Regions from separate parts of the Sus scrofa genome. Here region 1 is linked to region 2. The links are chromatin contacts, called in public Hi-C maps. All regions are on one chromosome and are shown on one strand. Each heading gives the region's core, a stretch centred on a gene start, on an enhancer-like site or on the middle of the called end of the contact. The rest is flanking DNA. Distances are from core to core; before and after follow the strand shown.

Region 1 (7,142 bases), core at 298-2,797, 210 kb before region 2:
CACAAGAGATTAAAATATACGCAGTACTATATATGAAATGGATAACTAATGAGGACCTACTGTATAGCACAGGGAATTCAATATCTTGTAATAATCTATAATGGAAGAAAAGAATATATGTGTGTGTGTGTGTGTTATATATAATACTACATATGTGTAACTGAATCAGTTGTACACCTGAATTCACACAACATTGTGAATCAACTGATATTTCAATAAAAAATTTTAATGAAGGAAAAAATAGGCACAGAAGAGCCCAACCCAAGATCCTTTCTGATAATCCAGGATTTGAGGAGGAGGAAAGTCTCTGGATTTAGGAAAATCCAGATTGAAATAAATGGAGTGTCTTCCAACAGAGCAGGTTCTCCAGAGGGTCTAGGGGAATATCAGGGGCTGTAGCGTAGGGGGTCTGGGTTGGGCGGAAACTGTACAAGGAGAGCCAGGGTATGTACAGTTCTGGCAGGAAGGCAGATGGGAGACGAGTGTTGGCGGTGCAAAACCCCAGCTGATGTATCAGTGCCCAAACCCCTGGACCTGGCTGCCCCCTGGCAGGGGGAGAGAAGGCAGGTGACCTTGCTTGGGAGAGTGAGACTGACTGGGATGTTTCCTGCTATGCAATTCTTCACGACCAACCATCTGTAGCCTTTAGTACCAGGAAACAAACAAACACCCAGAAACCTCTGCTATGATTTTTCTTCATTCCATTAAGTTTCTTTTAACCCATTTTGACTCATTTAAAGGTTTGGTCATTTCCAGTGAGTTCTGCCACCATTTCTTTGTGCCAAGTCAGTCTTTGCCCAACGCAAACGAGTGTAGCCTGGAGGGGACTTTTGCCTACATATGGAACGTTTTGACAATGTCCTACTCTGGTCTTTCCACCTTAACTTTCAAATGCAGAGGCCTCCTTGAGCTGTTAGTAAATGTTGTTAGAGGTGATGTGCAGGGTTTGGGGTGCTGAGGAATTCAGCAGGATGATCAAGAGCCGCATACCCTGTTGGTAACAACTAATGACTGCATGTTAACTGTTGGGTAACCCCCTTCACCATTCAGAGAAGAAATATACATTTATTAGCACTTGACTTAAAATGACCAAATTAAATGACATGGATTTTTTTCCCCTCGTATTTCACTTTCCCTCTCTTGGAGAAGAAAATCAGGGCTTGCTGTTGCCGTGGTTTCCTTTTCTATACTTCTGGAAACTCTGGTGGATGGGTCTGTGCGGTCACCGTTGCCCTGGGCAAGGAGAGGTGGCCCTGAAGTAACGCTGACGCGAGCTGCCCGAGGTACAATAGTGAATTCTCACCTCTTTCAGAGCGGTAATTAGACCTCTGGTCGTTGTTTTTTTTTTTTTTTTTTTCTAGATACAAAGTTTTCTTTATCGATTCCATCCAACTCTGGGAAATGGTTCATCCGCTTTTATTTCAAGGGTTATTTTAGAAATGCTTTTTCTGTTTGGTTTCCTGAAACCCTGGAGGGTATCCGTTTCTACAGCAGAGAGTCTAGAGAAATTCTCTGAAATGGTTGCTTTGCTGCTTCCAGGAGTCCCTGTGACCTTCCACCCGCTTCCAATGACACTATCTTTGTTCTTGGCCTGAGCACCTCTGTCATATCTGGAAATGCTTTCTGTTGACAGAGGGCATCAATTCCTTGACTGGCGTGTCTCTCAAATAAAGTGGGTTTTTGTTTTACTCAGAGCGTGTAAACACAGAAAAGAACCTGACCGCTCAAGGGTGCGTGGCGGCTGCCTCCGGGGGCTCCCTGGGGAGGGAGGGTCCAGCCTTGGTGGGGTGGCGGCAAAAGTCCTTCATCAGCCGGGGCCCCTCCCAGCAGGTGCAGGTCTCTGTCCAGCAGAAGGGAGGCCAGGCTCCGTGGGCAAATACTCATGGTGATGGCAGCACTGTTCTCCGTGTACCCATGTAAGGACCGGCTCAGTGTTCAAGAGTATGAATACATTCAGAAAGCAGCACAAAAAAAATAGTGTTCAATAAGCGAATTTTTTTCCTTTGTAGCAGCCGGAGTCCTAGACGTCAATCTCTTTGAGTTTAGAAGATCCAGTTCCTGACTCACCGCCCTTAATTAACCTCTGATAGAGCAAGGCCCGCGCCTGCAGAGATGGTGGTAGAGACGGTGGAAAGGGCCTCATGTTCCTTAGGGGAGGAAATCCACTGGGGCTTCTGAAAGGTTTTCTGTAGTTTCAAAAACATCCAACCGTAGGAGTTCTATCACTCTATTTATAGAGATGATCCTCCTTAGCGTTAAAAACTTAGGCCTTTCAAGAGAAAAGTGTGAATATATGCTTTAAGTGCAGAGTTCTTTTACATCCATTAGTGACAATTATATCTAAACACACCATCTCGAAATTCAAGACTTCGTCATAAACAAATTTCAGTGAAAATGAAAAAAAAAAAAAAAAAAACTAAGATGTTAGTATCATTCAAGCTTTTCTTCTTCTTTAACAGGGACAGTATTATAAAAATGAAGTTTTAGGAGTTCCTGTCATGGCTCAGTGGTTAATGAATCCGACTAGGAACCATGAAGTTGAGGGTTCGATCCGTGGCCTTGCTCAGTGGGTTAAGGATCCGGCCTTTCGGTGAACTGTGGTGTAGGTCGCAGACATGGCTCAGATCCCACGTGGCTGTGGTGTAGGCCGGCGACTACTGCTCCAATTAGACCCCTAGCCTGGGAACCTCCATATGCCACAGGAGCAGCCCTAGAAATGGCAGAAAGACCAAAAAAAAAAAAAAATGAGGTTTTATTTCCAATGTAGATGATTTAATTACATTTTGAAGATATTGGGAAATTCCTTTCCAGACTGCTGGAATAGAACAAATTAATATTGGGCCAATTTTTTTTTAATTACCTATCATCAGGAATTTAGATAATCAAACTTTTAGAAATATTGTCATAATTAATACTTCAGCTTACATGCGTGTGTGTGTGTGTTTTAATTTAGAAAGCCTGTTTTAAGCTACATATTCAGTTGTTTATGGTAATCAGGCAGTCTTTTGACGGGAAATTTTACTTTTCATATTTTGTCATTTCAAAGATTTTTTTGTTTTTGAAGAAGTGATATTCTCCTGGATTAGTGAATTGTTAAAAAGAACATCTCTTCTGTCTACATATTTTTTTTCTTTTTTGAAGAAAGCAACCATTTGTATACCCACACAGTTAAGAGAAAAAGTGCAAGTGTTACAGGATAATTAGAACTGTTAAGATAATTGCCTTTTATGGATACATGATGCTTCAGTTGTTTATGCTAAATGATGTAAAAGTGTGTATTAGATGAAAGAGTAACGCATAAAATATATCTAAATACAAGGGAAATTGCATTGTTTGAAAATATGTAGATAGGTCTAATTTAGGAAAAAACAAGGACTACATATATATGTATATATATGTACATATATATGAATTGAGAGATTATATGCGCACACACACTTATATACATACACAACAAATACACCAAAATAAGTCTGTACTTAGTGTCACAACTTTGTGGTGGAAAACAAATGAGATTTGTCCTTTATAAAGTTTGTACTTTCCCTTGCATTTCTAATAATTTATTGCCATAAATCCAGAGGAATTTGTCAATTACAGAATTAATTTTTCATGCTCCAGGAGTTCCCTGTTGCCTCAGAGAAAAGACTTAACTTATCCCCGCCCCTCACTTTATTTTTTTATGGACTTAATTGATATTTATAGATGATTCCATCCAAAAATAGCAGAATACACATTGTTCTTCTCAAGTGCACGGGGGACATTCTCTAGGATAGATCACATGCTGGGCCCTGCCCCTCACTTTAGATGTTTGAGAGCATTGTTTGGTTCATGAACAAAACTCATTCTTGGGCAGCTTATTGAATTTCAGAAATTGTCCTTTTCTGTCTTCCCTTGTGGCGCCAGCAGGTTAAGGATCTGGCGTTGTCATTGCTGTGGTGTGGGTTCGATCCCTGGCCCAGGAACTTTGGGATGCCACAAGTGCGGCAATAAATAAAAAATGAAATAAATAAGTAAATAAAAGAAATTGTCCTTTCCAGGGAATCCATATTTTTGCCAGTAGCCTAGTGAGCCACCCACCACTGACTCAGTCATAGCAAGAAAGGTCACCACGTCTCTACATGACAACAAATCCAGGGGCTACAGTCCCTGCCCAGCATGAAGTCCCCCTAGAAGGAATGGGTTTAAGACAAATGAACAGTGGTTGCACAGAGTAGTTCCATAGTTAGGTTTTAAATACCATTTTATTTTCAGATTTTTAATTAAAGTATAATTGATTTACCATGGTTGTGCCAGTTTCTGCTGCATGGCAGAGTGACTCAGTTACACATATATGTACATTCTTTTTTTATATTCTTTTCCCATCACGGTCTCCCCCGGGAGATTGGATATAATTCCCTGTGCTGCACAGTAGGACCTTGTTGTTTATTCATTCTAAGTGGAATAGTTTGCATCATCTTACCCCAGACCCCCAGTCCATCCCTCTCCCCCTTGGCAACCACAGGTCTCTTCTCTATGTCTGTGAGTCTGTTTCTGTTTTGTAGGTGAGCTCATTTGTGCCATATTTTAGATTCCATGTGTAAGCGATATCTATCCCATTTTATTTTAAAAATGACTGAAAATAAATATGCTTCTCAAACTTCTTGGGGATTTTTGGTATTAAATGAAGTCATCTTCTCATTTAAAGCTGTTTATAGTCAATTCAAAATATGAAGCACAGCTTCAAATTCAACAGAGAAATGTGCCCACCCTTTGACTAACACACAGGGACTGAGTCTTTGGCCATCTAACCATTGCAATTGACAAGCTACCTTACTTGGCTTGGTATAAGAGTCATTGGATTAATTTCGAGCAAGACTTTTCCGTGGATCTGATGACAAGAATGCTTAAATACTTAAGTGTAGGGGGAAAAAAAAAGATCTCTATACAGATGCTGCTAAATTTTGAAAGAGGATTACTACTAATTATTTTTGGGATAAGTATGGAATTGAGCATTTATCATTTTAAAGCCTTTGAATTGGAATGATAATAGAAAATGCCACTTCCCCTCCTCTCTCCACCCCGAAATAAAAGCCCTACAACTTTTAGGTACCTAGCGATAAGACCATTTGAATTTACCAGAATTAACCTGGGAATGAATCCTGGAGTTAGGAAGCTCCTGAGGTAGATTAGTCCTCAGGGTATCATCCAGTAACAAGAGACAGTGCCTGAAATGTCTTCTGAGAAGCATAGCTTGTTAGCTGGGATGCTCTGTGTGTGTAAACACCAAAATGGATTTTTGTTTTTGTTTTTGTTTTATTTGGGGACCGCACCCACAGCACATGAAGTTCCCAGGCTAGGGGCTGAATCAGAGCTACAGCTGCTGGCCTATGCACCACAGCCACAGCACCATGGATCCAAGCCGAGTCTGCGACCTACACCACAGCTCATGGCAACACTGGATCCTTAACCCACTGAGGGGGCCAGGGATCGAATCCACGTCTTCATGGATACTAGTCAGGTTCATTACCAGTGAGCCACAATGGGAGCTAAACTTGAGATGGTCCTGAAATGCTTTCACCAGGAAAAGAAATAAGTGATGGAGGGGATGGATGAGTAGACAAGGAGAGAAGAGAGAAGAAGGACTCTGATAGCTGATGGGAGCAAAAGGATAGCTTTTGCTCTTGAGGATTGGCTGTAAAGACCTTAATTTGCCTCACTTAAAAAAATCATTAAAAAAGGGTTATCTGTTCCTTCTGGAAGCACATTCTTTCTGGTGCATCCAGAAGGTACTGATTTCTTCCTTGGGTGGGGACAAGAGAAAACGGGAGGCAAATGTGTGGGGATAGAAGCTCAGTGACAAGAGGAGAGGTGACAACAGGGTGACTCAGACCAGCGGTATGTAGTTCATGCAGCTGCTGACACCACTGGATCACTAGAGATGCACATTCATTTTTTTACTGAAGTTGCTTTACAGTGTTGTGCTAGCTTAGGTGTACAGCAGAGTGAATCAGTTATACATACACATAGATCTATTTTTTTTTTTTACAGATGCTTTTCCCTTATAGGTTCTTACAAGATTTTGAGTGTAGTTCCCTGTGCTATATATAGGAAGACCTTATTATCTCTTTTATATGTAGTACTTTTTATATGTTAATCCCAAACTCCTAATTTAGCCACAGAACATTTCTGACCATGTTCTATCACACATTTTAAACAAAAAGCATAAGGAGGGTCTTAAGCGATGATGTGTCTTGCTGTTTCCTTCCACCCATGTTGGCCAGCATTTCTGCCTGAAGGTGTGGTCATTTCTCAGGCCCCCCAGTTATAGGGTCACCATAGTGGTTATGCTGAAGTGTTTGGATGTTCATTATGTAAACAGATGCAGTTAGCTGTAATGAATTCTTTTTTACTGCATTCATCTATAAATTAGACACCAGTTGGGTAGCTCTACTTCCTGCTGATTTCTGAGAGTTTTCTCTTTAAGCGTGATTTTAATTGAAGTGGATCAAATGTGTCATTACATCGACCATGTATTCATTATTTCAAGTGTTTTACACAGTAGGCAGCATTTTATCTTTAAAAGATTGCACATATAGGTATGATGCCTTGTACTGGTCTAGCAGAACACAGTTTACCAAGCACATTTTCATTTATGCTCCGGGGTCGAGGAGAACAGCTTGCCAGAGGCAGGTGTCTTTGACCCACCTTACAGTGAGGTAGCTGAGGTGGGTTCTATACAGGACCACTGGGGATCTGACGGCACCCAGGATTTTATAGCTGAAGGGGTCTCTGTGCCACATTAGCCCAAGAATCATGGATAACCTATTTGAGAAATAAAGGGGGGGGGTTCCTGAGTGAAGTACAGAGAGAAATATGCCCAGTCCCACCTGGCAAGGACCACACTGCCTTAGGAAGGGCATGTAAATCGCTAGATGGCCAATGGGAAATGCTTGCTTCCTGGAGGAAAGACTGCTGAAATGTCCTATGACCAGGAGGGGGCAGTGTTCAAGCCCACAGGGCGCAGCCCAGGCTGTGGCCCTGAGGTAGTGGTCTTTCTGCCGGGCCTTAAAGAATAACTAAGATTGTTCCTGATAAAGAAGAAAAGGAAGAGCAACTTCCAGTCTGATAAAGGGCATTTATGGAGACACAGAGGGGTTACTGTA
Region 2 (6,622 bases), core at 672-3,171:
ACTTATACCAAATCGTACTAACTGTGTATATGAAACTCAGTTAATATTTTAAAATATATGCTGTCACCTTTTATTGTTGAAATAGTATTTTCATTTCTATGAAAAGTCCTAAGAGATGATGTAACGATAGGCCACAGAATATTTTTTTAAAAAAACAGTTGTTCTATTAGTGTCTTTGCAAAGTCAGATTTAGAGGAAGGTTTAAGTCGTACTCGTTAGTTTACTGGAGAGTACCTAGCACTTGGAATGAATCTGACACTGCTTGGGACGGAGGGCTGGGGACACAGAGGAGACTGCGTGCCCACAGAAGGCTCACTCAGCAGGGGACATGGTCACAGAGTGGTTGCAGTGCCTCCAGAAAACCCTTCAGGGCAGATTTGCATTAGTACTTTGAAGGCCTGGAGCAAGATGGAAAGACGAGCAAGATGACTTTTTCCTCGAAGGATGAGTAGGAGGTGTCCAGGAGACGGCAAAGGAGTGGGATTCTGGGTAGACATGAAAGCAAGAGAATGCGGCAGTCAGGGCTCTGTCATACAGGGCACGGTGTCCCACAGAGAAGCTGGGGCATCATTCCGGCTGCCGTTGGAAGAGCAGAAGGATGTTGGTAACATGCGTCTGATTCCGTACTTGGAGGGAGATCTCTTCATACAAATCGCTGAATTTTTTTTTTTTCCTTTTTACAGCCTCACCTGCGGTATATGGAAGTTCCCACACCACGTGTTGAATCAAAGCTTCAGCTGGTCGAATCAATCTATACCACCGCCACAGCAACTCAGATCTGAGCCACATCTGCAACCTTTGCTGCAACTTACAGCAACACCAGATCCTTAACCCACAGATCGAGGCCAGGGATCAAACCCATATCCTCACAGATACTACGTTGGGTCCTTAACCCACTGAGCCACAACGGGAACTCTAAACAGCTTAATTTTTAAATGCTGTTGTACAAGGCACACAGGAACTGCTTTAACAATAATAGACAACAGCCCCCCCCAAAAAAAATAAATAAAAGGAAGAGGAAAAATGTATTTACTGAAAAAGTGTAATAGAAACTGCATCCCTCTAGCCTCTTTTAAAAAGTACAGAGCAATGCTTGGCTCTGAGACTTGGCGAAGCAATGAACCACCTTGACACTGACGCCTCCCTGGGGATGAAATGCCAAGAAAGCCTCAGGTTGCCGTAGAGACCTCAGCATAACTGCCCCATCGGCCTTTCTGGCTTTTTTTCAATCCATGGACATCAGGAAACATCAGCCATTTAGACTGTAAAGTAGTTTTGAAAGAGTGAGCTTCTCTCTGTTGGCACTGTTTCAACCAATCCATCTTCATCTTTTCCAAGACAGCGATGTCTTAAAACTGGCCTGAGCCCTGGAAAGGTTCATTACCACTCAAGGAGCCAACAGAAGTGCATCCAAACCAGAGGGGAGACGGGGTGGGATAAGAGAGCAGTGCTGAGTGCAGATCTCTTATTTGATTTTATTCTAACAAGATGGTCATATGGCACCTCTCATCAGGGAAATGCAATAATTTGATTCAAAAGCAACTCAGACATGACTCACAATAAAAAAGTAAACAGGCGGAACTGAACAGAAAATGGCAAGTTGTCAGCAGAGAACGGATGGAGACTCTCGGGAGAACAACGAACCCAGTGGAAGGGCCGGTTTGCTCACGTTGCTACCAAAAGGGAGCCAGTCTCTCTCCCACATGGAGAGCCAACCCCCTGAGCAAGATCAGTGATTTACCAGGACTGAGAAAGGAGAGGGTTGTACTCAGGGAGGCGGGGTTGAGCCATCCACCCCTGCCTTTATCACCTGGAATGAAAAGGAAAATTCTCCAGCTCAGCTGCGAGCCAGGAGGCCCCGCCCTGGACCTGGCAGCATTACAGCTGCAAACTGCTCCCAGCTGCTGAGTGGGACAGAGGGCGTCCTAGCCTCACAGGCGGCCCTGCAGAGTTGGAGAGCCAATTCCTGCCCCTCTGGCGTCCCCAGAGGGCCTTCTTTAGTCCTCAGTTTTTGGACTGATCCCAAGTGTCTTTGGGATCCAAGCAGAGAAACGTTGACCTTCTGCAGGAAAATGGTTGTGTCCTTCTGAGAGGAAGTATGTTGCCCTCATTGTAAAATTAAGATCAAGGAAGGACAGCAATTTAAAACCACGTCCACCAAGTGCCTCCTGGAAAACACAGGTGGTACTATTTCATTAGCCAATAATCAATGTCGTTCGGGAGCACAAACATTTATCTTCCAGTCATGAGAGCCGAACTGTATAAAGCTAAGTAATTCCTGGCCGCTCCTCTTCAAAAAATACATGTGTGTGTACATACATACCTAAAGGTATTTAGAAAAGCGCTACCCTGACCGCACCTGCTTTTCTCCTGTGTGTTTCTCTAGGACATGAACACACGTGATTAATTTTATAATTGAGTGTGGAGATTGTTTTTGTGCTCAATTTAAACTTGAGGATTGGAGACTTTATGCTAGAATCTTCAGGCTTAAGTATAACTTAAGCGTTTTTCCAAGGAACCTGGATTTTAAAAAAACGAAAAACAAAAAAAATGTAGCTCGTTGGAGATCTTTTTAAAATATGTGGATTGTATATTTCCCCCTCTCATCTTTCCCTCTGTTTTCTAAGTAAAACAGCCAATTTTGGTAAACAGAAGCCCAGTGTTCTATTTGATGCCTTTGTCTGTATTTGACAATGTGTGGCAAGCCAAGACGGTATTGTTATTAAAATGTCTCACTTGACCTCCAAAATCAGTGAAAACTGGAAAGAGAAAACCACTCCCTGAAAACCACCTCCTCCCCACGGAGGCTGCAGTTCTCATTCCTGTTGAAAGGCTCTTAGTCAGAAAGGCCATCAGCTGGGAAGACAGGCCAGCATCCTCAGGTGAGCAGGCTGCAGCATGGGCAGGAGGGTGTCCGTGCTGGCTTCTGCCCGGTGGGGGGCTAGTGGGCAGAGAGGGAATTGCAGGTACAGGTATGTCTAGAAAAGTTCTAAGGACTGGGCCCAGCGGCCCCCTTGCTTGGTTTTGAGAACAGAGACGGGGGCGCAGGTGGAACAAGAGGTGCTTTGTGTTCTGTACCTGCTGGAACCATTGTGACCCAGCTGGGCTGTGCTTGTGCGTGGTCCACAGTGGAGGCGCCCCCTCGGCTCACCTCCAGCCCACACACTTTTCAGATGTGCTTTTCCACTCCCTTTTCATATTCTGAGGCACCAGCTGAGTCCATCAATCGCCACAATCAATGCAGGTTATTTTCTGTCCCACAGGATACAAAACAAACAAAACAAAACCATTGAAAGCCAAGGATGGGGAGTTTGGGGAGCCTTGGCGAGCGCTGCAAATACATTAAGAATCGCAACAGCTGCGCCTGCAATGGCTGCAGCAGCCAAGTGAGTTTTGACATGTTTTTTTTTTTTTCTTTTAATTATTATGGTGATGCTGAGCCAGGTCCATAAGAAAATGATAAAAATTCTAACTGGAATTTTGAGGCTGCTTCTCGCTGTTTGGGGCAAATCAAGTGAACCTGTTTATGAATACTTTGTCAGTAGATGAAAATTTCTGCAGATTTTTAAATAACGCAACAGAGACAGTTGATTTTACTACGAATACTTGGTAGATTTTTTTCTAACCTGCGAATATAAAAGTGCCTGTGTTATTCGTTGAATGCGCCGTGTCATCGTGCTTGCTTTCAAGGCCTCGTAAGTGTTAGCCGATTTTTTTTTTTAAATCCAGTCTCCTTTTGCCCCACCCCTGATAAGATCATGGACTCAGAAAACTTCAGAAAATTTGGTGAAAAACTATTTCCCACAATTTTCCATCCTCCTTCTGAGATTCGTGGTGGAAGACCTTTTCTAGTTTGTGTGAAGTCCGTTTGTCGGCCCTCTGGTTTCCATGTTGAAGGGGTCATTAGAATTTTCTTTATGTCCCCTGGAGGAGTCAGGCACCGTCCCCACTTGTTGACATGCTTTTAGTGTCAGATGGCGTTAGCCTCAGGACGGGGCCCAGAGGGGACTGCCAGGGTGCCTGTGCCCCAGCACCTGCCACCTTCTGGCATGCCTGGCGTCAGCTGGATGCTGTCATTCCCCACTACCTCGGCCCATCCGGCTTTGACAGTGTCACCTTGCCCGCCCTCACCCTCCCCTCCAGTCAGCAGCGCCAGCCCTGCCTACCTCCCCACTCGCCTTTCCAGTTCCGCCCCTCCCTCCCGAGCCCACTAGCCACCCGCATCTCCTGCCCACACCCTGGAAACAGCCCCTAGCTCATCATTTAATCTCCCCTTTCAAATCTGTCCTCCACTCTGCATCCACCTTTCTTTGTGAAACCTAGATGTTAGCCCATTTAACACCAAAAGAAACCCGCTCTGGAATCTTTGCGATGATAGGAACCCCCTGAGCAGAGCCACTCGGTGTCCAGGATGTGGCCCCAGCCTTGCTCCAGGCTTCAGTCGTAGCTGCAGCTGCCTCCCTCCCTGAGCCTCAGGGCCCAGCTCCTCTGGGTTACTCACCATCTCACACCTAAACACCTAAGCACCTAAGCACCTTGCTCTCGCTAGGCCCCTTCTGGTCATGGATTCTGTCCGGAGTGACTCGCAGCTCCTCCATCACCTGCCAGATCCCTTCAGACCCAATGCAGGTGTTACCTCCTCCTGAGGCGTCCCCACCCCCAATCTCCCAGTCAGAGAGACCGTCTGTCCACAGTCTTATCACAGGCAATGATAATATAGAGGGCAATGTAATATTGATCATGTAGTAGGCACTTCGGTAATTGATAATTCAATAGGCAGTGTAATAATTGCTAATACAGTGGGCAGTGTGATAATTGATGATAGCTTGAGCAATGTGATAAGTGATAATGCAGTGGGCTATGTAATAATTGATAATGCCGTGGGCGATGTAATGATAATGCAGGGGCCAGTGTAATAATTGATAATAGAGTGGATAGTATATTAACTGATAATGTGGTAAGCTACATAGTAATTGATTATTCAATAGATATTTGAGAAACAGTACTAAATATGTTACTTTACATTTGTTGCACTAATTTCAGTGAATTTCAACACATACATGCCTAGGAGGGGGAATGAAATTAAAGAGGGAGAGCACTGTTAAAAATACCCCCTCAGAATGGTACAGACCATCGTTTAGGATCGAGTGGGTGAGCAGCGCCCAACCAGGAAAACACCGTGCTGACCAACCTGAGCCTCACCCATACCCACCACTTAAAATCAGGAAGCATGGCATGCTTCCGTGGGATCATTTTACTTGCTGAATGCCAACCATGTGTTTTAAAATTGAAGATCAATGTCTTTATTCCATGTTTGCTCTAATTTCTTTTTTAACCCCCAAAGTGACTAGTGCAGAATTATCTAGAGCGTTTCATATCATGACTGTTTCAAGAGAGAAACTATATATCATCCTGCACAGAATCAAAGCTCATAAGAGTGATTTGTGTTATCATGGATGTGTTTTGGGGGGAGCAAGCTTTTGAGGGATGGGCTTTTTGTGGAATCTTGCTTGATTCCTAGAATTTGGATGACAGTGTTGATGGTGCCTGCCTTGGTGTGACACCTCATGGGCTAGCAGTCTATATAGATGCCCACACAGAGAAATAGAAAGACATATCTAGCTCTTGCTAAGCACAGTGTTTTACATTATAATCATACCCAGGTGCCGTTTGGGAGTGGTGGGATTTACTCCATAGTCTGTTGACTCCAGAGGCCGTGTTCCTCCCGCTACCCCATGTAACTTCCTCAGGCAACACGCAGAAACACAGACCTGCAGAAGTCAGCCTTGTGTTCTGTTGATGTGACTTGGGATTTCATGGCAGGGGCGTTGTTTTCCTCCGTGCAGTTTTATTTGCTTTGAACTGTTCTGTCCTTTGGCAGAGGACCCAGCCAACTCTGGTTCATTTCAACTTCTCAGCAGTAGCAGATGCTGCCCGCTAAACCCGCTCAGCAGCCCAGCTCCAAGAGCGAGGTCACTCCGACATGACTCCTCTCCTGCTCTAGTTTCTCCTGGTCAAGTAATACAGGAAAATTACTCGGCAGATAGCAGGCAGCCTGGCTTGTCCAAAACCCACCAGGACCAGGGATAAGCTAAAGTCGAGCTGTGGCTCTGGAGTCAGAGACCCCATGGGCTGCCTCCTTGGATTGTTGCATCACTGCCAACCAGCCCCGTAGAAGGAGGGAGAAGACGAGGTGTAGACGTGACATAAGCTGCGTGCAAAAGTGCAGGGTTATCTCAGAAATTCTCTCTGGAAGAGGCTGAGTCTTTTTTGCAGTGAGATGATACAACATATAGGGGACAAGCTTGGATCGGACCTCCAGGCAGAACCAAGATAACACCTCTAAGCTTTGACTAAATGATGCACAGAATAACCAGTTAAAAAGGCAATTTTTTTTTTTTTTCAAAGAAGGAGCACTGGGAAGAAGAAAGGACAGTGGATGGGCATTTAGAGGCCTGGGTCCCAAGTCTTTGACCTGTCATGTCATTGAAGAGTCTCGCTGAAACCCTAACCCCAGACCCCTGAGTGAACCACTTCCCAGAAGCAGCTGGATCAGCTGTGATGACCAAGCGCTCGATGGATATCTCTCCGTCATTACTCAAGCCATCACCTTGATGATGCC

Evidence for each region. A called contact is a pair of places that touch in the nucleus more often than the background predicts.
Region 1: a contact with region 2 is called in a Hi-C map of heart right ventricle, with 2.2 times the contacts expected there. The contact joins two enhancer-like sites. A contact is called at or near these places in 2 of 47 Hi-C or Micro-C datasets (fetal heart ventricle and heart right ventricle).

What each region holds. Positions count from the first base shown.
Region 1 is chr6:99,696,031-99,703,172 of Sscrofa11.1, reverse strand. The region is part of intron 7 of PTPRM (receptor-type tyrosine-protein phosphatase mu); the gene reads left to right. Among named protein-coding and RNA genes, the nearest start is that of PTPRM, 390 kb to the left of the region's middle. Within about 2 kb of position 1,547, at least 1 of the 83 cell types and tissues checked has an H3K27ac peak or open chromatin away from gene starts, as enhancers often do.
Region 2 is chr6:99,485,085-99,491,706 of Sscrofa11.1, reverse strand. All of the region lies in intron 21 of PTPRM (receptor-type tyrosine-protein phosphatase mu), which reads left to right. Among named protein-coding and RNA genes, the nearest start is that of RAB12, 240 kb to the right of the region's middle. Within about 2 kb of position 1,921, at least 18 of the 83 cell types and tissues checked have an H3K27ac peak or open chromatin away from gene starts, as enhancers often do.